Linked DNA regions of Gossypium hirsutum: region 1 is linked to region 2. The links are chromatin contacts, called in public Hi-C maps. All regions are on one chromosome and are shown on one strand. Each heading gives the region's core, a stretch centred on a gene start, on an enhancer-like site or on the middle of the called end of the contact. The rest is flanking DNA. Distances are from core to core; before and after follow the strand shown.

Evidence for each region. Hi-C and Micro-C count contacts between places; a contact is called where the count stands out from the background.
Region 1: a Hi-C map of leaf shows a contact between it and region 2, with 2.9 times the contacts expected there. The contact joins the enhancer-like site here to the promoter of LOC107951048 in region 2. A contact is called at or near these places in 7 of 34 Hi-C or Micro-C datasets (callus, hypocotyl, leaf and 1 more).

What each region holds. Positions count from the first base shown.
Region 1 is chrA02:29,272,550-29,279,121 of Gossypium_hirsutum_v2.1, forward strand. It overlaps the pseudogene LOC107950990. Among protein-coding and RNA genes, the nearest start is that of LOC107950989, 11 kb to the right of the region's middle. Within about 2 kb of position 2,737, at least 5 of the 9 cell types and tissues checked have an H3K27ac peak or open chromatin away from gene starts, as enhancers often do. A contact at or near this core is called in leaf, where this site is marked.
Region 2 is chrA02:28,843,659-28,850,436 of Gossypium_hirsutum_v2.1, forward strand. It overlaps LOC107951048 (serine/threonine-protein kinase tricornered), which reads right to left and starts at 1,980. Exons shown (of 14, transcript XM_016885939.2): 1 at 1,824-1,980; 2 at 1,255-1,514; 3 at 774-948; 4 at 415-498. The coding sequence starts at 1,859.

The sequences.
Region 1 (6,572 bases), core at 1,487-3,986, 430 kb after region 2:
ATTCCGATGTTATCGTTTCCGTGTGACTGATATTTGCTATTGAGTGTAACTACTTTATTAACAGCTAAATGTTTCAAATTGTAGGAGAGAATCTCATGCTTCTACAAAGTGAGCTAAAACAACAAAGAAAGTTTGTAAGGAGTTTGAAAAAGAAATCTCTTTGGTCTAGAACTTTGGAAGAGGTACATAACTACAAGCTGCTTTATAGTTATCCATGGAGCTTCTCCAATAGTTTTTAAGATGTTAGAAATGGTGATTGCGTTTTATGAGTATCAGCATGATTCAGTTTTGGCATTTATATATAAAGCAATAAATGTTTGCATTGGCAGAGAACCATTATGCAACCTTTCTTGACGAATGGTTTTTTTCTTCCATTGCAGATCATGGAGAAGCTTGTTGATATTGTTACTTACATGCATCAAGCAATCTTCGAAGCCTTGGGAGGTAATTCATGTATATACAAATCTATCAAATTATTATGCGGGTAATATCATGCGCTTTAATTGGTTTTTTTACTATGTCTTATCAAAATAATTTTCAATTCGTGGCAGAAACAGCATCATCAGTCAAAAAGGAGACTCGTGAAAATTCTCAAAAATTAGGTGTTTGTGGACTTGCATTACACTATGCTAATGTAATTCATCAGATTGACAACATTGTAAGTCTACGCCATGCTCTTCTTTTCCTTATTTCCACTTGCAGTCCAGGCCATCCATCAGCTTGGGTTATAAATTGAATCTCAATGTTATAGGCAGCTCGACCAGCCTCACTTCCTCCTAATATCAGGGACACATTATATCATGGATTGCCACCCACTGTTAAGAAAGCTTTAAGGTCTCGATTGCAGTCCATTGACACCAAGGAAGAGGTATACATTCTTTTCTTTTTGTTTTGGTAATAGTTCAACTGTGATCCATACTCCTATAGTCTTTGATTTTCATTGCTTGAGTTCATCTATTGTTTGAACACTATCACTTAATTGCTTTCTTTTTTCTGTAGCGCTCAATATCACAGGTCAAGGATGAAATGGAAAAGACACTACAGTGGCTTGTTCCAGTTGCCACAAACACAACCAAGTATGTTATGTTATGCTTGTTTAGATTTAATTTTTTTGAGAAATTAAGCCAAAATTCCTAGGTAATATTTCTTCTTTTTTTGCAACAGAGCACATCAAGGTTTTGGATGGGTTGGAGAATGGGCGAGCACAGGGTTAGTGAAAGGCTTTTCTTTGTCTCTCTGTGTGCATATTGTCACATGTGAATGGACTTATTCTGTTTCCTGGTGTTTGACAGCAATGAATTTGGAAGAAGCGCAGCGGTAAATATTGCCCTCACCGGCCTTCAGACGCTTTATCATGCTGATAAAGCGAAAACAGATGCATACGTCCTTGAATTGGTGGCATTGCTTCATCATTTGATCAGCTTAGTGAAACAAAGAGATCACGGGTCCAAGCCTCAGACATTTCGATCTCCTTTTCACTCCAAGATGCAGCGGCAATTTCTATCCTTGAATAGTGGTACTAAACCCCGCAAGGTTGAACTGTCAGAACAAGACAGGAAGTTGTTAAGCAAGGTGAGTGGGAGGAGATTGGTTCCTGGAATCAGCAAAAGTCAGGAATTTCCTTTAGGCAAAAACAAAAGGATCAAAGTTTGGGCATTAAGTAGAAGTGCTGGGAACTCTCCTGATAGGGCAAGAAAGAGTTGCAAGCATTCAAAAACAAATATATTGGATGTGATGGATGGTTTAGACCTCGCAACTTGAATGTCACTTCTTGTCTCATTCCTAACAGTCCCATTCTTCTCATTCTATTATTAAATATATGTGAGATTCATTAGAGTGTACATAATACCTTCCATATATTGTATATTGGTATTTTTTTTCCCAAGTCATCTTAACAAGTGGATATATTGTTTTTGTTTTGGTATTAGTATATATTGATATTAGCACGTTTTAATATTTGTAAAATCTAATTTTAATCGAAATGAAACTTAATTTCGTATTGAAACAGTATGGTATTAGTCAATCCAAACAAATTTGAGTTAGAGGTGAACAAAATTTGATTTGATTCAAAAAAGTAAAATAAAAATTCAAATTTCTAATTAATTGAATTGAGTTGTTCGAGTCAACTCAAATAAGTAATTTCAGTTTTGAGTCGAGTTAAATTTTACAATTCGAATAATTTGAATAATAAATTAATTTATTGAATTTAGTGAATTCAAGCCGAGCCGGGCTAAAAATGTCTTACCTAAGAACCGGCCTGTTTTTTAAACAGACCTTATTTTTTGTCTAAATCCATTTTTCGAGCCTATATTTTTACTCAAACCCTCCCACATTAGGTGGTCTGGCCTATTAACAAGTCTAATTAAGAGTCAGATTATATTTTAATCTTATACTTAAAAAATGGTGTCTATTCCATCAATTACGTTAACTTTTAATAATACAAATAAATAAAATTACAAATAGTAACTCTTCAAATCTCGTAGTTTTGGAGATAGTAACCCAATAGTGCTCTCCAGAAAATAATTTCAATAATCCACAAACAACTCAGCAGAGTTTCTCAATTTGCTTTGTATCCTACCAAAAGAATGACAAACTTAATTTCGAAACTAGAATTATTGATGTGCTTTTTTCCCTCCAAGGTAGAGATCAGGTGGTAAAGATAGGAGTGGTAGTGCCCAAGTGTTGGCAAAGCCTGCGAGTAATGACCACTCAACATATCCCGTTCAGTGCCTAAAGTATCAGGCTATAGTCTTTGGGGACCCTTCTATTTTATAGGAGATGTCAGTCCTTGCTTCCCGTCTCTGTGCAATGTGGGTTTTACACATTAGACTAGCTTAGCGGCCCTTTTGAGTTTTTAACCTATTTTGTCCCCACTCCTCACTATCTATTTCTTTTTCGATCTCAAAAATGCCTAGTATAAGGTTTAGGCTTCTTTTGGTTCACCGTTTAAAGCTAGTGAGGTGCAGTTGGACTTCCAACCTCACTGGGAAGATGTTTGGTTGAGTGTTTCAGTGCAACCAAAATCAATTCTCACCACACTGCTATCCCAAAAATCAACTGGAGCTTTCAGCAGCAATAAGCTCACTGGTTGAACTTCCATTTATTATTTTACCATTTTATCCTTAAAGTTTCTTTATCAATCTGTTATTTTTTTCAGATTTGGCGGGCAAATTCTGCTATCTATGTTGGAGTTTCAACACACTTTAACCGGGTAAAGTAAGAATTTCAAACAGAGCACCAGCAGCAACGTATTATACCCGGGTAAAATATGAAGGAAAAATGCTTGAAGTTCAAGCTTTTAGCTACTGTCAAGAATGGAGAACAGAACTTAGAATTTTTAGAAGGCAAAGGAAGAATGGAGCATATGGAAGAAAATATGATGATTTCATTCGTTTTAAACATTGGTTATATAATAAAAATTAAAAATTAAAAATTATTATCATTTTATCTAATAAATAATTTAAATTGATTATATAATTCATTAAAATATTTATAATAAAATATTAAAAGATACATTTTAATATTTTATTAAATAAATTTATAAATTCACATATTTTAATAATTTTATATAAGTAAAATAATTTAAAAACTTCTATTATATATCAATTCTAATATGATGTCCTTAATAGTCATTTTTCATTTTCACCTTACCGCTACAGCTGCGTTTGAATCCAAACACACACTCTACCGCTGTTTCTAATCTCACCGCTACAGTATCCAATCTCACCGCTACAGTAACTAATCTCACCGCCACCGCTGTTTTTAACCTTACCGGAGGTAAACACACCGTCCATCCAAACTAAGGCTTAATTTGGATGGGCGGTGCGTTTACTTCTGGTGAGATTCAAAATAGTGGTAGCGGTGAGATTATTTACTATGGCGGTGAGATTGGATACTGTAACGGTGAGATTAGAAATAGCGGTGGGGTATGTGTTTGGATTCAAACACAACTGTAGTGGTGAGATGAAAATAAAAAATGACTATTAAAGATATTACATTAAATTAAATTAAATTAAATTAAATTAAATTAAATTATATATGTAAAATAAATAATTATTCCATATTAAATAATATATATTAAATTTTTATTTATATTAAAACAAAAATTTTATTAATAAACAATTACATTACATAAAGTTCATGTATCTACTTATTTATAATTAACTTTTATTTATATATTTATTTTAAAATATATTTATAGTAAATATTAAAATAATTATGACAATAAACATATAATTTATATATTTTATGATAAATATATATATTTACTACATCAACATATATAAAAGAATAAAATTTATTTAATTGCTATATAATAATAACATTTGTAATTTACTTATTTGGATACCCAAAAGTCTTATTTTCACACCCATATTAAGGATAAAGTGGTAAAAATATTACCCACTATAGTTGCGTTTTGTTTACTGGTGTTTGACACTCCAGTCTAAAACTTTCTCACCAGTGCGTTGAAAGATCTTTCGCTGGCAAAATTTGTTGTCATCCAAACAGGTATATATGGTGCGATTGCACCAAAATCAAGAATAAACGGGCTTCACTGGAAGTAACTGGGCATCCAAAGGAGCCCTAAAACAATAAAGAGGTGTCACCGCGGATTTCTAATAATGTGGTTGAGAATTTAATCATGCTATACGATTAGTTATTTATTTTTTTAACAGTATCTGTGATGAGTGAATTTGTCACTGTTGTTGACGAAGGATAACTTGATTTTGATAAAAAAAATTAAAAATATAAATTTTTATAAACTAAAAGTGAGGGCAATCTTTATTTTAAAACAAATAATATCTCATTGTGGATATATTTCAACAATCTTTACCATCTTCTTAGAAATCAATTATAAATTAAAAGATATATTATTATCTTTACTAACTGTTTGATTCATAAATTATATCTATTTAATAGAGTTTTTTTATATAAAATAATTAAATTGTTTATTTTATGTAAAAATTATTAAGTGATATATATTAATTTACAAAAATATATTATATTATTTATTATATTATATTGATAATTAAATAATTGCTATCTTTTTTATTAAATTTATAAATTTAATACTCATATTTTAAAATCTAAATAATGTACCAATATTATTCAAAGTCAAAATAAACGAAATAGAGCCCAAACTTCAAGTCCAAAGTAAAAAGAAATTAAATCCAATAGCCAAATAAAAGGGCAATTTACTAAAAAAGCCCTTTTTTCGTTAATTACAAAAATGGTTCGACTTTTTTATTATTTACGGGAAAGGACCATTTTCCCCGAAAGCGCATCCACGTCAGAGAGAAGTCGGCAAAATGCGTCCCTAGGGGAGCATTTTGTCCATGTCAGCACAAAGCGCTTCCTTGAGGGTGTGCTTTGTGCTGACGTGGACAAATCGCTCCTCCAGGGACGCATTTTGCCTCTTTTTTTAAGGTTAGGATTTTTAGTGGTTTAGGGTTTTTGGTGGTTTATGGTTTTTGGTGGTTTAGGGTTTTTAGGGTTTTTTAAGGGAAAAAATAATGAACACTTAGAGTTGAGGGTTAATTAATTAAATTAACTATGAAAATAAAAAATCAATTAAATTAGGGTTTAGGGTTTTTAAGGTTAGGGTTTTTGATTGTTTTAGGGTTAGGGTTTTAGCGATTTAGAGTTTTTTGTGTTTTTTAAGGGAAAAATTAATGAACACTTAAAGTTGAGGGTTAATTAATTAAATTAACTATGAAAATAAGAAAAAATCAATTAAATTAGGGCTTAGTGGTTTAGGGTTTTTAGGGTTTTTTAAGGAAAAATTAATGAACACTTAGAGTTGAAGGTTAATTAATTAAATTAACTATGAAAATAAGAAAAAATCAATTAAATTAGGGCTTAGTGGTTTAGGGTTTTTAGGGTTTTTGATTATTTTAGGGGTTAAGGTTTTAGTGGTTTAGGGTTTTAGTGTTATTTAAGGGAAAAATTAATGAACGAGGGTTAATTAATTAAATTAACTATGAAAATAAGAAAAAATCAATTAAATTAAGGCTTAGTGGTTTAGGGTTTTTTGGTGGTTTAGGGTTTTTAATATTTTTTAAGGGAAAATTAATTTAATTAGAGTTCAGGGTTAATTAATTAAATTAACTACAAAAATAAAAAAAATAATTAAATTAGGGTTTAGGGTTTTTTAGGATTTATTAATTAAATTAACTGTTAATTACAGAAAAAAGCTCCCACGTGGATGCTCTTTTGCTACAGTAGTATCTGATAAAATAATTTTGAGAAGATTCAAAAACGCTTCAAGAAGGATGCACTTTTAGCAAAATTATAGGAAAAAGCTCCCACATGGACGCTCTTTTGCTATAGTAGTATCTGATAAAATAATTTTGAGAAGATGTTTTTGAACAAATAGTGTCAAAAACGAAGGATGCACTTTCAGCAAAATTACGGGAAAAAGCTCCCACGTGGACGCTCTTTTGCTACAGTAGTATCTGATAAAATAATTTTGAGAAGATGTTTCTGAACAAATAGTGTCAAAAACGCTTAAAGAATGATGCACTTTCAGCAAAATTACGGGAAAAATCTCCCACGTGGAAACTCTTTTGCTA
Region 2 (6,778 bases), core at 730-3,229:
ATTGGAAATATGAAGGGAAAAAGAATAGGCTACGAAGTTGAATAAAGAGAATATTATACATCATAGGAAATAGTTTTCCCGAATCTTGTTTAGAAAATGATATCAAAAATCATTAGCAGCAATTTTGAACAATTACCACTTTATCATTATTTATAAAACATTACTAAAATAGAAGCAATAAGAGAAAAGGGAAGAGCACAAGCTGAAATCATTGAAATAATAATCTGGTCTTATCCCCCCAATTTGAAAAAAAAAAAAAGTGAATTTGAGAGAGGACCTGGTAGTTTTTTATTTCTCCCTCCGCTAGTAGACAACTCAAAACAGAGTAAAGTAAAACCCTTACTCCATTTACACGACTTCTCTGTTTCTAAGGAAGTGTAATGAATCAGGAAAAACATTACAGACAAGCAGTACCTGGCCTCTGCGAAGCATCTCTGATTTCTGAAGCTTTTTCATGGCATACACATTGCTAGTAGCTTTTTCTTTACAAAGCCTTACCTGCATGATGACAGCAGAACCAGAAATGAAAAAAATAATTTAATGCAGTATCATGTAATTTTCCATTAAACACAAAGATGAAAATATTGGAACACTGATGCTAGGGGTAAACAATATTTTACTTCCATGTGGAGATTCATATTGGAGAAATTCAAATACTACATGCATCACATTGCAAATCATATATAAATGACTATCTACCAAAAGAAAAAAAGTATCACTGATAATAAAAGTAAAATTAAAATACGAAACCATCAAAATAAGTAGAGAAAGACCTCCCCAAATGCACCCCTCCCTATAATGGTCAAAAGTTCGAAGTCGTCAACACCCATCTTGTGTCTTTGAAGTCGCATGTATTCCGTTTCCTTTTCCTCTAAAAACTTAAGCATATTCATTTGCTCTTCTGCAGTAACGTCAGCATCAGCAAGTTTCCTCTCTAACATCCAACGTCTATATTCCATAGAGATGATTGTTAGGAAAACAGTTCAACCGAAATGATAAAACACCAAGAGAAACAATAATGAAAAAGAAATCCCATACCAGAGAAACTACCATTTATATACATATGATCTGGAATTCCCCAGCATAATTCATTTGTTTCTAAACATAAAATATCTAAGCAAGGCGCCTAGCATAGATAGTGGAGCACAACATATCTTTTACAAAAGTAATTCAAGTACTGACACGAGTTACAATATGCAAGGCAATCTTGTCATACAAGATGTGCTACTTTACTGCTAGTATTTAGCAAATTACCTCTCCTTTCTGTCTTGCAAATTCTTCATCTGTGCTTTGTAGTGGTTCTCAATATACTGTTTGGCAGCAGCAGCCTTCTGTTTGGTGGCAGTTGAAGGCGCCTCAGCCCCATCGATGGGAGGCTTATGTGCATACTTCGCATTTTCCAAATCTTTCTTTTTCTTTGGTGAATTTTCTACTTTCTCATTTTTATGTTGGAATTTCTTAAACCAACTCCTTGCAGAATCCATTATCAACAAGCCCCAATCACAACACGAACACTATTAAAAAAACCTACAAAATAAATATATAAATAATTTCTAATAACTTCTTTAAAAAAACCAATAAAAATAGTTTACAATCGAATTATTTGTCTTCTTCGACTTGTACAAGCATTTTTCGGTTAGAGAATCCAGGTTAGCCATTAAATTGAAAGGGGAATAAAGAAATGTATTTCAGATTCATAAAATGACATATTGATTACTCTATTGCACTCCTCTGTAAAGCCTTTCTTATGATAGATATCTCAAAAATTAGAACAAAAATCCGATAATGAAAAACCAAATTTTCAATTAAATCGGAAAAATTACCTCAGGAAAATAAGAGAATAATTTCCTTTCAACCATGAAGCGTAATCATCAAAACAGAATCCTCTGTTTCACTTCAACTGAGAAAAAAAACAACTAAAAAGAGGAATGTAAAAACTAAAAATTTCAGTGAAGAAAGAATGCGTACTAAAAATCTAATTGAATAATTTCATTTAGTATTTCATTAAATTGGATGTACTGATATTACAATAGTATCCATCTATATCGAGCGTTAATAACTGACTTATGAGGGTATTATTGCCAAAAGATAATTTAATTATAGCTTAAAGATCGTGCAGGTTACGATGACGTTGTCGAGGAAGTTGCTGTTGGTTTAAGGGCGGACCAAGAACCGGTGATAATGCTGGTACTGAAAGCAACGAGTGACAAATTGTAAGAAGTTAAAACGGCACGTGGCAGTTGAAGACATGCCTGAGCCGGCCGGCTAACGTGAAAGCACGATTAAATGATCTGCCACGTTGGATTGGCATAGAAGGCGAGCAAATTGGAGTTAACGCGTTTTCGAGTGCCTGCAAAACGTATTGGAGAGATCAAGGAGTAACCAGGGTTCCGTTTCAAGGGTTAGAAACCGTGTTCAACTTGACGATGGTTTAATGAATTGTTTTATACGGAAAAATATTAAGGGGTAATGGTAAAAAATCCACTTTACCTTAATAAAATTTTCAGTGTAGTACCTGTAACTTTAACTTTGTTTTAAAGTGGTACATGTATTTTTATTTTAGTTATCAATCCAGTACTCCGATCTAGTGGTGTTAACTTCTAACTCTATTTGAGATGTGGATCAATGAAAGAGTGCCATGTGTATAACATCCTCAAAAACTTCTTGGTCTTAACGAGTCAAATTTTTTCAAATAAATAAAATGTGAATTATTTGTAATGCTCTTCACCGGTTCCAGACTATTGGTATGGATGAGAGATGCTACCGAAGCATGTATATGTAAGAAATCTAGGATTTATTTAAGAATTAAATGTTTAAAACATTTTTATAAAATAATTAAAATATGTTTTAGATAGATTGAAAGTTCTAAAAATAATTTAAAATCATTTAGGATTTATTTGGAGTTGACCAAAACCCAAAACGAGTTTCGAAAGGTCAAAACGACTTAAAATAGTGCAGTGCTAAAACAGGCACGACATTGTGACAAGAAACTTATGATGTTGCATCATGATTAACTGAGTTAATAAGGTCGCAACGAGGAGACATGCGAAGTCGCAAAATTGGGCTATATAGTTGCAACATTGCATATTCATAATTATGACTGTGCTCATTAAATTCACCCATAAACACTTTAAATGTTTTGCAAAGTCCATCTATCCATACTATGCATATAACCTACTTAAAGTACTCTCAATTGTATATAAGAACTATTACAAAACACTTTCAAATCATAACTAATGATCTTGAAAGTAAAGTATTCATGTATATCATTGATTAACCAAAAGAAGGATAGGTTAGGGAAATAATATGTTGACTTTCAAGCTCAAATTTGAATAACATTCAACACAAAGACGAAGTAATATGAAATTAACATATTTACTTATATAGACACCACAATTAAAAATATGTCACCTTCATACTATTGTAGGCCTCGATGATAATGTGATGTCCCGAATTGAGTTAAGAATCAAGTCCCATCGAATAAAAAATCAAACATAAAATAATAGTGCATAAGCAAATAATCCTTAGTAAGTTCAAATGGAATTCACTATACTTACTTTGTTGAAAGCGAGCATACCAAAATGCCATCAAAACATCAATACTTACTACAACATTCTCAATTACATCACATAAAAAAAAGTTAAGCATAAGAATTTATAATCATGTTAACCTACATAATTAGAATAACACATATAATATGGTTAATATATATTCTTATCATCTCATGGAATGTCGCGAAATATTCGAATGATGTGCAAATGTACACAATCGTCAACAAGTAATAAAGTAGTAAGTAAAAAATATCATCTCCACATGGGACTGTAAAGGCGAATATTGTGAAAATAAAAACTTATCAAATTGGCGATGAAAATAATTAGGAGTAGATTGAATTAACTAATTAACTTAACTAAAATTAACTAAGTATGCAAAAACTAATGGATATCTAAACACAGAATAAAAACCAACAATTCACAAGTTTAATTACTATAACATGAAAGAGTTAGATTAATTACCTTTTCTAACTTAGAATTATTAAAAGGCATAATTACAAAAAAGCCCTCAACTTTTACGGCTTTTAGATATATGCCCCTAACCTCTTTTTTTTTCTAATTTCAGCCATCACCGTAACGGATTTTTCAGACATCTACCCAGTTGAAACGGTAACCATCAGCTGACCGTTAGTCAACAACCGATCAAAAAAATTAATCTATGTGGCATTCCAGTTGACTGATGATGTTGCAAACATTTAAATAATAACACTAATGTGGCAAAAAAATTAAACAAATTTAATGAACATAAAACAAAAAAAATCCTAAATCCCCCAAATCATCTCAAACCCACAAATTCGAAATTTTTTTCGTAAATTCTAAAATCCCCAACTTGTCAAATTCCCCAAATAGTGAAATCCCCAAATCTAAAACCTTTAAAATCTTTGTTGAATCCTTGAAATCTTAAAATCCCTAAATCTTGAAATCCTTAAATCATTAACATTCCGAAATATTCTTGAAATATCTAAAACTTTTACGAACCAAATTGTTGAATCCCTAAAACTTTTAAAAACAAAAAAGCTTCAACAATTGTGATCAGTTTCCAAAACCCAAAATCGAAAGGTGGTGCTTTCTTATTTGGTTTGTTGGGAAAATAAATTCCATTTTTGGTTTGTTTTGTTGATATTTTTGATTTATTATTGCAATTTTAGTGCCACAATGCAGGGTTTGTTTTGTCGATTTGTGATGCAACAGTGGTCTCGATGTTGTTGATAAAATTGTTGTTAAAATTGTAGATAGTTATTTGTGATTTATTATTGCAATTTTAGTGCCACAATGTAGGGTTTGTTTTGTCAATTTGTGATACGACAATGGTCCGATGTTATTGATAAATCTGTTATTAAAATTGTAGATGGTTATTTGTGATTTATTTTTACAATTTCAATGCCACAATGTAGGGTTTATTTTTTCGATTTGTGATGCGACAGTGGTCCCGATGTTGTTGATTTCTGTTACCTAATCAAAAAGATGTTAAAATTGTAGACATGTGTTATTGTTTTGTATTGTATTCAAAAAAGTGGTCTCGATGTAGGTAGTGAGTTTGTTTTAAAATGTTTTTTGCTTAGAAAATTGTTTGTTTATGCTTTGTAGATGTCATAAGATGAGGAATATTATACTATTTTGCACATAGGTTGGCACTTTGTAAAGGACCCATATGTTAGATATATAGGTGGGGAAGTGATTAGGCTTAAAAAGGACCCAGACACAATATCTTGTTTTGAATGATGTAAAATAGTAAAAATTGGGTTAGGGTTTAACACTATCATGTTAATATATTTTCATGAGCTTTGTACAGTAAGGTTACAAAATAATCTAAGGGTAATTTATGATGACACTTCCACTACAGCTATGTTAGACTTTTGGGTCAAGTTTAAGGAGATTGACCTATATGTTGAACATGAGGTTGATAACCCTATAATTGTAGACAAAATGTTTCTGTTGACTACTGGGGAGGGTGATGTTGATGGGGTAGAAGTTGATGGGGAGGGTGATGATGAAGGGGTAGAATCTGATGGTGAAAGTGATCTAGAAAGGGTAGAATCTATTGAAGAAGGTGATATAAAAGGGGTACAAGCTGATAGAGAGGGTGTGTCTGCTACTGGTATTGAGGTAGATGAGTATGGTGGTGTTGAAAGTGGTGGACAAATTAGTTTAGGGTCTACTATTGGAGAGGATAATGATAGTAAAGTTGCTACTGATGAATATGCTGGTGATTTTGCAACATTAAATGGAGTGGATAATGTTGCTGCTACATGTAATGGAGCAGAAAAAGATGGGAATAAGGCTGAGGTATGGGACTCAGATGAACATGGAAGCTTGGTTGGGTCTGATGAAGATGAATAACATGAAAATGGTGAGAGAATGAGGAGCAAGTTTCCCTTATACAGTGATAAGTTAAAATTTAGTTTGGGAATGTTGTTTAAGGATGGCAAACAGTTTAAGAGTGCAATTCAAAAGTACTCCAAAGAACATATAAGACAACTATATTTTATTAAGTTTATTAAGAATGAACCGAAAAGGATTGTTGTGAGGTGCATTGCTTCCCCTAATTGTCCATGGAGAATTAGGGCTAGCTATAGTCCTATTGCAAAATGCTTGCAAATAATGACGTTTCAGGATGAGCACCATTGTTCGGTTAGTTTTAAGGTTAAAATGGTGACTGCTGCTATGATTGCCCCAACATTTTAAAGCAACTATCAAGGATCACCCTAAGATGAAGCTGAGGAAAATTCAAAGACTATGTGTTTCTGAAATGCATGTAAATATGACCATTGATTGTTATTATAGAGCAAAAATAGTGAAGGAGAAAATGGTTGGGAATCGTAAGGAGGAATTTGGCTTGCTATGGGACTATGCTTATGAGTTAAGGTCAAAGATGCCAAGAAGCACAATAAAAATGGTTGTTCAAATGGTGATAGCAGACTCCCTTCCTCATTTTAAGAGGTATTATGTGTGCTTTGATGCACTAAAGAGAGGCTAGAAAGCATGGTATAGGCCATTCATTGGGCTAGATGGTTGCTTCCTAAAAGACCCATTTAAGAGTGAATTTCTCACAACTTTTAGAAGGGACAAAAACAACCAAATGTTCCCTATTGTATAAGCTGTGGTTGAAGTGGAGTGTTCTAATTCATAGGCCTGGTTTCTTAGTCTCCAATCAACTAATTTGGGCTTGGAAGATGGATATGGGTACACAATTATCAGTGGCTAACAAAAGGTTAGTGCATATGCAA